Regions from separate parts of the Sus scrofa genome. Here region 1 is linked to region 2. Evidence: chromatin contacts called from public Hi-C data. All regions are on one chromosome and are shown on one strand. Each heading gives the region's core, a stretch centred on a gene start, on an enhancer-like site or on the middle of the called end of the contact. The rest is flanking DNA. Distances are from core to core; before and after follow the strand shown. Region 1 has its middle 280 kb from the start of ACVR2A. Region 2 has its middle 150 kb from the start of ACVR2A.

Region 1 (6,984 bases), core at 2,149-4,648, 130 kb before region 2:
ACAATGCCCAGCTGGGAAATTCAACCGCATTTCAGAGATGTGATTGGACTAGAGACCTTGATTATTAACTCATGAATGACTGTGCCGAATAATATGACTCTCCAACAAGAGCTGCTGCTTGGGCAAGCCGTAGTCTTATAATATACTATCAGACTGTCTCATTGACTCATTCTAGTCTACCCAGAAGCCTTTAAACAATTGACATCCATTTGTTCATGCTCTTGTGTCTAGCATAACTGAAAAGTAAGTAATGTTTTCTTATGACTCCAATACCTTTATGCCTGCCAAAAGTGTTGCTTTAGTAGCTGTGCTTGGTCCCAGCAGTCCTAATGTCATTAGAGAGAGAGAACTATCACTGAAAGCGTATTATCTGGTGACCTCCGAAAGAGTCACGAGGAGAGACTGAAAGGATGACCTAGTCTCAAACACAGCAAGAGCTTCCTCCTGGTGTCTGAAGTTGGACCAGATTCATTCTTTCCATGGTCAGATTCTTCTACCAACTGGGCAACCTTGGGCATGGATCTTACTGCTTTCTGTCTTAAGTTTATCATCTTTAAAGCAGTACTCATAACAAGACCTACTTCATATGATTATAGCAGATAAAAGGATATAAATCTCTTTGCCCAGTGGCAGATCCATAAGAACTCAATCTACCGAAGCTGCTATCACCTTCTCAGAATCTCTGAAGCAATGAATTCCAGCCCCAGTTTTATACTGTCCCAAATTCTTAAAACAAAGTGTTAATCACTTTAATTTTAAAAGCACCAAGCAGCATTTTTAAGAAGAGTGGGAGGGTGCCAAGAAATCAAAAGATCTGGTGTTTGCAATTCCAAAAAAGGTCAGGAATCATAGCCCAGGAATGGACTATTTTGGTCAAGCCCTGCTGCCTCAACCAGACACTGTAGAAATTGTCCTTCTGGGTCACAGGAAGACTTGAGGGGACCCTCAGAGACAGGAACTTCTTCCAAGATACACAGCAAGGACATTATATGAGATGGAATTCCACGAAAGGAACATGGAAGCTCTAGTTCAAACTCTGATCAACAAACCCCCAAACTTAGTCTATCATTAGCTCACTTTCCAAGGTAAACTTAACACATCTCACAAAGCAAGATAAACCTAACAAGCACATGTACCAGTAATGTAATTTCTCTCACTCACTTGCTCACTTGCCTGCACACAACAATTCAGGTTTAAAGATGTAAGATTAATTCTTTCTGTCCATTGCAAATAAATGGCAGTGCATTCAGTTTTTGGAACCATGGGCAGCAGACAAGCCCTGCAAAAGCTCTCATGTTTACACTCAGTCTTTAATAAATTAAACCCCTCTGTTCCTTATTCATAAAAGCACAAATGTGGCCCCTGAATCATGGAACATGGTTGCCTTTTTATTACAAGTAAATTGGCATTTATGACCAGGCTATGATCTTTTAAGTCTAAAAACCAAGGTTATTTTATTGTTAATATTTTCTAGAAGAGGAAATACTATATTTCATAAACTTTACAGCCTGCAGATACATTCTTAATGATAAATCAGCCTAATCTTCTGCGTCAATCATTGATGATTATTAACATGGTGATATTTCTTTTAATCTAAATGTACAAGGTCACCAGCCATTCTTCTGTTATTGCTCAGATATCAAATGAGAAAAGAGCTATAAATAGAGGAGAAATCTGGACACAAAACCCTCTTCTTTTGCCCCAACCATTTTCAAATTTCCTGGAAATGCAAATATCATCCTTGGGAATTTCAAATTATTTCAATTTTACACAATTTTATATCAACAATCAATGTGCACAAGCCCATAAAAGTCTTGCCAATATTTATTCAAGAGAGTTGAACATAAACAAACATAGTTGCAGACTGAAACAAGAGTAGTGAAGGAGAAAGGATAAACACTCTTACAATCATGTAGTCCTAAGAACAAATGAATTCCCTCTCTTCATAGGTAGGTGGATGGACGATAGATAGATAGATAGATAGACAGATAACAGATACAAGATAATAGATAATAAAATCATTACTGTCACTGGCCAATGTGAGACATTGAACCTGAAGATTCCTCTACTATTCAAGGAAATGGGTTGTCCTAGCCAAGGTCTTCAACAGGGTAAGGCATTTCTGTCCATCATCATAGGCCTAGAACAACTCTGAATCTCATAAGACCTTGGTGGATCTAGGGGATTAACAAATGTGTTCAGTAAAAGTTCAGCCTGATACACTGTGACCTAAGAAGGAAATGTTCCCAGCACCCCAATGGCTACCCTTTCTTGAGAGCCCACTGTCAGAATGTGAGGAGTCAGCTTCTAGACACAGTTTCCATTTGCATGACACCAAAGGCACTCTACACATCAGAATCTATGTGTGGAGTATGCAGTCTACACAGCAGGATGCAATAGCCCTGACCAACAATCTGTCTTCTATCCAGGTAACATAGTGACCAGAATGAATCTTTTCCAGGAAAAAGACACTCCAGAAAAACTCAGCCTCCTTTGCAAGAAAAGGGACAGACTGGTCCAGTACACACGCCCCATATGACTCCTTCAAGAACAGAACTGCACTAAATGCATTCCTAGCTTGAATAAGAGCTGAAACAAGAAACTGCCACAAAAGACTCTGACAACTTAGGTGGCTGATCTTCAGATTTCCCAAGACTTGATGACTAGCTCCCTGAAGTAACCACCAGAACTCTGGGCTTTGGTTCTGAATCTCAACATTCTCTGTGATTTTAGGCAAATTTCTCCTTATCTCATTAAATTTCTCCTTTCTCACTTATACTTACCTTACTTAGATGAGGAAATAAACTCGCAACCGGAAATAAACATGAGAAGTTTTGAATGTTAAAAGTATTATATATTAACTTTTATGATTATGATGATATTTCAATGGTGCAACATTAGAGAGAATGTGAGATTCAGAAGATATGCACCAGTTCAACTCTTCTCACTCACTCTGGACAATTTAACCAATCTTTGACTCACTTTTTTCATTCTTTAAAAACAGGGATAAAAAATTACTCTCTGTATTAATTCATTCAATCATCTATGTCCTAAATTCATGACACATGGTAGGTTCATAACAAAAGTGAGGTTATTCTTGTCAATAATGTCCCAAGAAGGACCTCTATTTAATAAAGGTGATCATTCACTTCCCAGGAATCTGGTTTTGGGGAGCCCAGAAAAATCCCCCACAGAGGGCTGGGGCCAGCTACATGGAAAGGAATTTCCCAGAACATGGCTCTTCCTCCACAGACTACTCACTTAGTTGTGTTTTCTATCCCAGACATATTTAACACAAGCAGCTCAAGGGAATTAAATGATATCTCTGGCCTGGTCTGAGACACAAAGCCATCTGGAGAACATAACTTCCAACACTCATTCCTGGTTGCATCATATCTAGCCACAAAACCCCATCCAAGCTCAGAGTTTCTCCACCACTTTCTTCTCCCCAAAGATTTAAATGCATGGGCCTGCACTGACCTTTTAAAGCTTACAAAAGGCAAATCATTCTCCCCTTAGTATCCTCTGGGCTACTTCCCTAATTAAGGAACAGAAATACGGAGATGGTATCTTAGGAATACAGCCATACCATCCAGAGTAAGTCATTTCTACATTGTTCTGGAATGTATGGCACAGGTTTCACTGGGAGGAAATTTATCTTTTTGATTGAGTTTTATTTAGTCAACTATTAAAATTAATTTCCACTCCCTGAGCATTCTATTTGAAAGCAAGGACAGGCAGCCTGAGATTAAATTCTCACTATGAAAAGCTGCAGAAGAAAGAGTTTGTGTAGCTAATCAAGAACAACACATCTTTGATAAAGACCTAAAGATTTCAAAGCTCTAGCTCAGAAATAGCACTCTGCGTCCTGCTGAACAACCAACAGCCTATTAAAATCTGCCTTCTTTCCTGCACATTTGGTCTTAATTCTAATCCTGGTACTATTCCCAAACTTTCCATCCCCATGGGGCTAAAGTTACCCCAGAAATCCTTCCACACAAGATGCAATCATTATACTGTTCTCTGCCACCTTGGCCCAAGCCAAGGAGAGCTGGCTGTTTCAAATGCCTCGAGGTAACTTATTGTTACTGAGAAATGTTTTCCAGCATGGAGAGTGTCAGAGTCTCCTGCAGTCCTGAGGTTTGGCTCTATTTGGTGAGTTGACTCTGCCTGTGACAGAAAAAAAAAAAAAAAAAAAAAAAACAGCTGAGTAGCAGGGTGGTGAATGTTCTGAATCAACATAAGGCAACCAGACGCTTCGAAAAAGGCAGTTATGAAATATATTCAATAAATATCCACATCCAAGTATGGGCTCTTTCTTTAGTTGTGACAGAGGGAATACAAACAAATCAAAATCACACAATTAGCCCTCTATCCGTGGGATGGAATTTCTCAAAATTTCCACTTGTGTCCCACTCTAAGACTGTCACATCAACCTAGACATTTGCAAGAATATTGCCAGAGATATAAACAAGGTGCTCCTTGGGTTGCCTTTGCCCATCATCCCAACTGTATTCTCAGACTCCAAATTTGATAAGCTTTCTTTCCCCTTGTAGTTGACAAAGGGCCAGATCTGCAGTCAGTCATTTCTTTGCAGCTAATTGATGAGAACATCACTGGGGATGTTTTTCCAGATCAAGAGGAAAGACACAGCCCTAACTGTACCAGTATCTGTCAAGAGATTTTCCATAAACATGTAACACAAATAGGTAGAGATAGAAACAAAACAATTATAAATTATGTAATCTAATTATCACTAGGCAATTTGATTCATTGTGACCCAAGTGATTTTATTTGGGTCTGAAAGTTGTGAACAAAAATCTTAGGAAGGCAGTACAGACAGTGATTAAGACATGGACTCTAGAGTCAAACCTGGATTCAAATTGCAGCTCTACTATTTACCAATGATAGAGCCCTGAACAAATAATTTAAACTCTAACTCAGGTCCCCCCTTTTATGTGCTTAGTGGGTATAATACATAGTAAGAACCTAATAAAAGTGAGCAATAATAAGCTTCAAGGACCAGGATGTCTTGGAACTGTGGTGCCAATTATCCCTAAATTTCAAAATGTCATAACAAACAACCTGAGCAAGATTTACAAAAGAGGTGTTCTCAAAGTGTTTTGTGACCCCTGTACCCTCACCCACTCACAGACATATAAAGGAATCATTTGATAAGCCTGGAAGAATTGAAGATTGGAGTGAGGAATTATTTTGAAAATTTCTACCCTCACCTCAGTACTAATGAGAGAGACTTTAAAGAGATCACTTGGTGAGCTTGTTAGAGGTCTCCTGAGACAAATTAAATGGAAACTGGGCCATACCTGAGAAATATAATGGGCCAGAGCTAGCTAGAGCAGCCTGTGGAAGGAGAGTAAGGAGCTATAGCTGGAAAGCAATTGTATTCTCACAGGGGCCAGGTGAGAGAGATGACAGTAGGTGAGGAGAATTTATATACACTTCCCAAGAGAAACATGGTAGGCAGAAACTAAGATAACCTTTAGGATTCCTGCCCCCTTGTGTATAGTTGTGTATAATCCCCCCGCCACTTGTGTAATTGCCTCCATTGGATAAGACCTCTGAATATGATCGAATATCACTCCTATGATTAGGCTACTAATCCTTTGAATTGATCAAAGGGCAGGTTTTCTGGGTGGGCCTGACCTAATTATATAAGTCTTAAAAGAAGGCAGAGTATCATAGAGATGCTCTCCTGCTGGCCTGGAAGATGCAGCCTTTGGAAGTCTTGAGATGCAAGGAAATAAATCTTGCCAACAAATATGTGAGACTGGAAAAGGTCACTTAGTCACATTTGAGGTCACCAGTCTGGTCAACACTTTTATTTCAGCCTCGTTAGATCCTGAGCAGAGGACCCAGTTGTGCCCATGCCTGGACTTGTGGCCTATAGAAACTGTGATATAATAAGTTTACATGGTTTTAAGCCACTAGGTTTGTAGTAATTTGTTTACAGCAATAGAAAACCCTCGGGGGGCAGGGGCGGGCAAGGAAACCTCAGCAGAACTGTGCTGTAAATACATCATCAGATGCCCAGAGCTGAGGAAGATAACAGGCAGCCAGGCAGACTGTACTCCACTCATGACAGAACACAGCAGGCTAGAGATCCTCAGTGACGGGTTGTTGAGGGGAGTTCCAAAAACTCAAAAGCATGCCACAGGAGAATCAGCTTCAGCCTTTTGCCTGGCCCACAGTGCTCCAGTGCCAGATCACAAGAATTCCAGGGCTGCAGGACCTCTCCTGTCTCTTACCTTTCCTTTCACACCCATCCCCCAAATTCAAGCTGCCAATGTGGGAACAAGGGTCAGAAACATGGCAGGCAAGCTGGGGGAGGAAGGATAGAAATTTATAACACTAAGAATGTAGGTGCCCCTACATTCAGACACCCTCTACTCTGTCCCCTTTCCCACTTTCATCCTTCTACCTGCACAGGCCTAAAGCTGTACTTTTGAGTGCGTTCCTACTTTTCATCATTACACTAAAGTGGACCTAATAAAAGGAATTGAGTCTAGCTTTTTCTTTCCCATAAAAGTGACTGGAGAACATTTTATTATCTGAAAATAAGAAGATAACGTCTAAGTTTAGCCAGGATTTTATCCCAGGGTAGGGAAAGAGCCAGCTGGGTTTACAGAAGTATTGTTAAGAAAATATAAAGTTGCTTTTAGAATAGCACCATACTAGTCTGTTCTTTGAACATCAGAGTTACTGGGATTTTAATGATGATCCAACACACCAAGAAAAATCTTTCTGCCTTGTTCAAAGATAGGAACTACCAGGTTGGGACAATGAAGTAAGGAACGTATGTCCATGTTAGCTGAGGAAAGCCTTGAAATTGACCTAGTGTAATGACTGATAATACTGTCCAGGCCCGGTCTAAAAGTTCTGCATCAAGTTGTACCGAATTCTGCTCCCATGGGGATCTCAGACTCTTGGTTCCATATTAGGGGGTAAAAGGAAGAAGACTGGGGT
Region 2 (6,986 bases), core at 832-3,331:
TAGTGTATCCAGAATCAATGATTAGATCAAAATCAGTGATTGCACAATTTCTTTGACAGCCTCTTCCATGGTAGTTTACAAACAATGCATGTGAGTCTCATGTGAAGTTTACTGGTACGGAAAGGTTATGATAACCAAATGTCCTACATTGGCTGATATTAGATATGGTCACTTTGGGAAAGGTATTTACTTTCCCACAAAATGCTTTAATACATTTCAATACCCAGTCCTTTAAGGCTCACCTTCTTGCTATCCAAACATAGGTAGCAGAGAAGAGTTTTCTGGCTCTTTTATATGAATCATTCTAATCTCCACCCCCTGGTTTACATTTGCTCCTGAGTCTTGCCTGTAGTGTTTGCTCTGGCAGGATCAAGAAGTGGACATTACAAGAGTGTTGGATAGAGCTGAGATTGAAAGCCACTACTGATTCTGTACAATCCCAGTAGATTAGAACTGGGAGGTCTGAACCACAGTAATCAGATTGAAAGTAGATGCTATTACTGGATCACTCCTCTGGACTGGAAAGCTTGTTAAAATGCAGATTCTGAACAAAGTTGTAGCTGGAATAGGATCTGAGACTTCTTATTTCCAACAAGTCCCCAGGGGACAGGAATGCTGCAGGTGCGTGGACCTCACTTGGAGCTTTAAAACCTTGAACTAGCTCCCCACCTAGTTACATGCCTTATTGTACCTGTACTTCATAACTTACCACAGAATATCATTATGTATTTGTAGGAATATTTGAATAATATCTATTCCCCCCCCAAAAAAATGTAAAGTATTGAAATCATATCACTCAAAGTCTAGTCAGGAAAACAGAGACCACATCAGATGGTTTAACAGAAGGGATTTAATTTTAGGAAACTAGTTACAAAGGTGTTGAAGAAATTGAGAGTGAAAGAACTCAAGAGTTACACAAGAGCAAGAAGCCACTACCATCCTAGGACTGGAAGGAATAAAGGAATCACTGTTACATGATCCCATGATCTGGGCTGCCTGGTGGGAGCAGGATGCAGCTAGAAGCTGCTTGGCAGGAAGTAGGACACAGAAGAGAGCCACTTCCCAAAGCAGGATATGGGGGTGCATACTGAGAAATGCCATTGCTTCTTCTCTTCCTGCTCTACTGCCTTCTTCTAATATTCCCATTGGCTGAATCTAAAAAGAAGCCACTTGTCAAGGGAACCCAGAAAATGTATTTTGCAGGAGAAGATCAGAAAATTAATCTGCTTGCAAAAGCCGGACATATCTACTTTTTACTTATAGTATCTAGCATACAGTAGACATTCAGTAAATATTTATTGAAAGACTGAAAACTAAAGGAAAAGAAAAAAACAGACACCCTTCTTACACACACATGTACACCGCATAGACACATACCTTTCATTTTTGAAAACTATGTACTAGTCATCTGTGGCTACTGGCCTTGTTGAAATTCTTGGTTTCTACATCATCCAAAGTTACTCTCATTCTAAACTCTAGCCAATAGGGGTGAATAATTATCCCGGAGCAGTGAATGTGGTAAGCAGCTCCCACAGTTGACCAAATTCCTTTTCTTGTAGACTGTGGTCCAATCCTGAGAGAGTAGCAGTAGGTGAGCATAAAACACTCTCAGAACAATTTGATTGCCACTCACATTAGGAGAGATAGCAATAATGGTGGCACAACAGCATCATATACAGCCAGTGCAAGCCTAGTAATGGCTTAACCATTAAAATGAACCTTAGCTTCCCCTAAAGCTTAATCTCTTAATGATAACATTCTGCTTATCATTCCTTAATAGGAAAAGCTGAACCAGTTTTGCTTACTAAATGGCTCCCAACATAGACTCCAGAAATCCCTAATAACAGCCACCACTTACTGAGAATTTATTATGTGCCAGGTACTATATCAAAAACTTTTCTCATTTTGTCCTCACCTCAAGTCAATGAGGTTTGTACTATTCTTATTTTCATCTTGCAAGAGAAGAAACTGAGCTCAGAGACTAAGGATTCCTGCTCAAGATCATGCAGCAGATAAGTAACAGAGCTGAATTCAAACCCAGGCAGTGTGACTCCAAGGCCACTTTTCATCTCTGATTAACCAAGGAAGAGTCATAAGGGCAGAAATTCCCTCACGTAGGTTTGGGTACTTGATTTCATTCTTCAGACCACAGTAATGTGCTGACTCTGCAAAGTGGACTCATATTCCTCACATCTGTGTGTATGCCTTTCTCAGCATGTATATTTCACCCTGCCTTACTGACTTAAGAAGCGACTTTGTATGTTTAGTAACTCTTGATGATATAGGAAAGTTTTCCAGGAGATCTGAAGCAGAGACTAACATAAGGTCTTAGATTTCCAGTGGCATTCTGAAGTATAGCTATACAAAATAGAGTGAAGCTGGATCTTTTAAGCAGTCTCTCTCATTCCTTTGGTGATGGAAAGTGACTTTGACACAGTGCCATCAACTCTGACCCACCTGACCAAAGTCCATGAAGCTCAGCAATTTTCCCTGGCAGTCTACTTAGCATCTGTCAGAACCAAGCTTTACTGGGAAGGACAGGCTTTCTAAAAAAACTATCAAATGAGATTTAAATTCCAGAATTTGTTCTGAGCATTTCTCCCATGTCAGCCATCTTTGAAGGGTATGTATGCCACCCTATAAGGTATCCTAAATCCCATCAGACCCCCTGGGGGGCAAAAGGGGCTTCTCTTTGGTTCATAACCAATCACATTCAGCCTCCTCCCCTTTCCTCTTTCAGGAGCTGCCAATGGGTCCTTTTACTGGAGCAAAATGGTATAAAATAGGTGCTCTTTTTATCCCTGCTGGAAGGTTTTAGAAAGGTCATCAACATTGGCTTAAGTTCCCATTTTTTTTTTTTCCCACTGTACAGCAACGGGGTCAGGTTATCCTTACATGTATACATTACAATTACATTTTTCCCCCACCCTTTGTTCTGTTGCAACATGAGTATCTAGACATAGTTCTCAATGCTATTCAGCAGGATCTCCTTGTAAATCTATTCTAGGTTGTGTCTGATAAGCCCAAGCTCCCGATCCCTCCCACTCCCTCCCCCTCCCATCAGGCAGCCACAAGTCTCTAAGTTCCCATTTTTCATGAATATAACTATGGCATTAAAATCTTTGACAACCCAAGAAAGTCTAAATCTATTAATTACTAGTTTTCTTTGAGTACCAGGAAGAGGATATGCCCTCAAGGAGAATATGATTTACTTGGATCATGCATAATAAGTTATACATTCCCACAATAATGATGAATAACAAATAATTACATGCAGAGTAAGCATTCAGTGCTCCTGTATCTGGGATTGTTAGGTGGATTTGCTGATCTTGGCTGGGTTCTTTCATATGTCTAGAGGTTTACAGGCCATAGGCTGGTCAGGTATGACCTTAGCTAGGCTGACCAGGGTGACTCAGCTCTCCTCACATATCTTTCATTTTCCTTCTGGGACCAGTAGGCTGGCCAGGGCATGTCCCCCTCTCATGACAATAGCAAAGTACAAAATCACAGAGAAAATGCACAAGTACTTTTTAATAATTTCTAAAAAAAGTCACATGCCCAAATCCAGATTCAGGGTAGAGAATAGACAATTTTTTAATAATTTCTAAAAAAAGTCACATGCCCAAATCCAGATTCAGAGTAGAGAATAGACAATTTAATGAGCAGTCACAGTAGCATTGTGTGGCAAAGGGGAAGGACAAAGAAAAGGCTGAATTGGGTCCATAAATAGAACCAGATACAGCAGATAGCTAAGAGAGAAAATGCAAAAGTGTATATATGACAAAGTTCCTTAGCATGGCATTCACAATCTGGCCAGCTCTGTCAAATGGCTCAAACTTCCTATCCCCTTTCTTACCCATACCACTTTCTTCATCTCACTAAGTCACCAAGGTTTTCTCATACTGACCCTTTCCTCCCCCCAGTCTCACCTGACATTTGCCCAGTAAACTCAGACTCATTCCTCAGGCCTCAACTGAGGCTAAAATTCCTCTGGTAACAACCTTTTCTAAACTCTTGAGTTTGAGTTAGGAGCGCATCTGTGTATCCTTTAGCACTCTGTCCACACCCCATCATGGCACTTATGACTTGTATTGTCATTTCTTTCTTCCATTAGGCTGTATTTTCTAAGGGTGGAGGGACTATAGCCCCAGAGTCCAGCACAGCCACTTGTTCAGAGCAATAAAATCAATAAGTATGAGAAGAATGAAATTGCTCAAACCCTTGGCACCAATGGAGATAGGGAGAAAAGGGGTAACAAACAGTGCATTCAAGAAAGGAAGGGGAAATTTCTTCCTAAAACAGTTAAATGGGAATGGTGGAGGTTAGAGATGGCCTTGAAATCTAAAAAGAACAGGTAGATTACATGAATGTGATTAAAGTACCACTGAAAATTTTTGAAAAAGAGCCAGTGGGAAAGATTTGTGTTTAGCCAATACTCGAGAGAAGCACTGTTCAACATAAATAAAATGTAAGGCACAAACATGGATAAGTTTAGGTAATTTTATATTTTCTGAAAGCCACATTTTAAAAAGTTGAAATAAACAGGTGAAATTCATTTTAATAACATTTTATTTATCCTAATTAGTTTAAAAAAACTATCATTTCAATGTATAATCAATATAAAAATAGTAATAAGTATTTTACATTTTTTTACTCATACTACATCTTTGAACTCTACTGTGGATTTTACACCTAACACATCTCAATTTGAACTAGTCACATTTCAATGGCTCAATAGCCATAGTGACTGGTAACTTACAGCATTGAATAGTTCAGCTCTCTGGGCAAAGATATTATCTGAGAATTACCCAGGATGATCATAGTCATAAAATGATGACAGTTTGAGAAGGGAAAGAAAGGCAGGGGCATGCCATTGCACTGGCAGAATTAGTGTGTCAGTTTATCTAAGAGAGAGCCTTCAGGACGTATGTTTACACATTTGGCCTTCAGCCTGCATTGGAAAGGGGAATTGGTTCATGTACAAGCTATGATTTGTTTATATTTCTGTTCTCAAAAATAACTATTTGTTAATGAAATCTACCGTCTATCAGGCTGATTTCCCTAGTGTGGAATGTAAGGTTTATGAAATTCAAGCATACTAGGTGGAATTTAAACACATTTTTATGTACTATGGGTCACAGTCAATTCAATTCAACAATCATTAAATGAGTTCCTACTAATTGGGAGCTTGAGCTACCCAGCAATTATCCTTGAGAAAAGAGTAAAGAAGAGCATAATTTAATAATTTGCTATTTATTCTCCCAGTTACATAATTAGCAAACTGTTGCATACTCCTGTTGTGGTGTGTCTATATGATATAAATGTGTACAGATATATTTTATTACATTTTAGTTAAGCCATACGTAGAGATTATCGATTCCAAGTGTCCGTCTAGCTCTAATTTCTCCATTTTACAAGTGGAAAAAATTATAAAAGAATAAAGGACTTGCCTAAATGTAGTCAATGGATAATTTGATGGCAGAACCATGGTTTATTCCTCCTCCATGAAAAGGAGATCTGGGGTCCTTGGATTTTTGTATAATCCACTGAGTTTTACAAGCTTTGTTAATTCCCACCTTTTGACATGAAAAAATTAAATATTTGCATACATTAAGTTATATTTAAAATATTTCTCTGGCTCTGTGGGTATGTATGTATAATAAATGAATAAAATATATTAATTTATTAAATAATATCCTATCTATGGAAATATTTTAAGTGTATATATTTTCGTTAAAATGGATTTCAAGAAAGAACTTATGGCTTACTAAGCAACACTAAATTTGATTTGTCCCAAAACTACATCTTTATATTAGCAGGTAACTCTCATACTCTTATGAGCATCTTTAGCATATCTTTTTGAATGATCTGGATTGACTGTCTAGACTGTTTCAAGTTCCCTGGATAATTTCACAACTCCCTCTTTGCTCCGACAGTAAGCATGTGACCTTGAGTTAAATTAGAGAGCTTTCTTTTCTTCTAAATGTTTCATATGCACTACGTACATGACTTAATATTTGAGATTTTTTATTTACTGTATAGGGGAAAATATCCTGTTGAGCAATATTAAATATCAATTATCTGAGATTATCAGGTTATGTGACTACACATGTTATAGCCCTTTCTTTCTGAAAATGAATCCATTATTTTTGAAATTTAAAGAAATTACTGCATTTTTAATCAAATCAATAATTTACTATAAGCACACAAACCATTTTGAATTGAGCACTGTGTTTTTTTGAAACTAATAAAATTACCGTAGGTCAAAAAACAAATATAGGAGCTTTGTTGTGGCTCAGCAGTAATGAACCTGACTAGTACCCATGAGGATGTGGGTCCAATCCCTGGCCTCACTCAATGGGTTAAGGATCCAATGCTGCCACAAGCTGTGGTGTAGGTTGCAGACGCATCTTGAATCCAGTGTTGCTGTGGCATAGGTGGCAGCTACAGCTCCAATTCAACCCCTAGCCTGGGAACTTCCATATGCTGCATATGTGGCCCTAAAAAGACGTGTGTGTGTGTGTGTGTGTGTGTGTGTGTGTGTAAGAACTTTACTAAATAGGTATACCCATGTTGTGAATAAGAACATGATTTCATCAGGAGCATCTGACAAATCCTAAGGATTCAAACATTCTCTTCTTTTGTTTTTTCACATAACAATGTAAGCCATTAAGAATACATAAACTAGTTTAAAGGGTATTTGCTTTCCCCCAGCATCATGACAAAAGAAAAACTTAAAAGTTGAGACCCTTTGGATCCCTCAGGGAGTCTCCAACTTTGATACTGAGGAACTTACTTTCTTACAGGCTGTGAAACTCTGAAGAGTAGGGAGGTACCTAGAAGCATCCCATAACTTTCACTAATTATGTAAAAAGCCACAGAATGTCAGACACTTAGAAGTATTCTAATCCAAGCCTTTCAATTGCTGATTCAATGTAGAACATTAACAATGTAAACCCTTCCCTAAGTTTAGATACACATGTCCA

Evidence for each region. Hi-C and Micro-C count contacts between places; a contact is called where the count stands out from the background.
Region 1: a Hi-C map of embryonic fibroblasts shows a contact between it and region 2, with 2.2 times the contacts expected there. The contact joins two enhancer-like sites. A contact is called at or near these places in 2 of 47 Hi-C or Micro-C datasets (embryonic fibroblasts and fibroblasts).

Annotation. Positions count from the first base shown.
Region 1 is chr15:4,532,710-4,539,693 of Sscrofa11.1, reverse strand. No RefSeq gene overlaps it. Among named protein-coding and RNA genes, the nearest start is that of ACVR2A, 280 kb to the right of the region's middle. Within about 2 kb of position 3,398, at least 9 of the 83 cell types and tissues checked have an H3K27ac peak or open chromatin away from gene starts, as enhancers often do. A contact at or near this core is called in embryonic fibroblasts, where this site is marked.
Region 2 is chr15:4,402,751-4,409,736 of Sscrofa11.1, reverse strand. No RefSeq gene overlaps it. Among named protein-coding and RNA genes, the nearest start is that of ACVR2A, 150 kb to the right of the region's middle. Within about 2 kb of position 2,081, at least 4 of the 83 cell types and tissues checked have an H3K27ac peak or open chromatin away from gene starts, as enhancers often do. A contact at or near this core is called in embryonic fibroblasts, where this site is marked.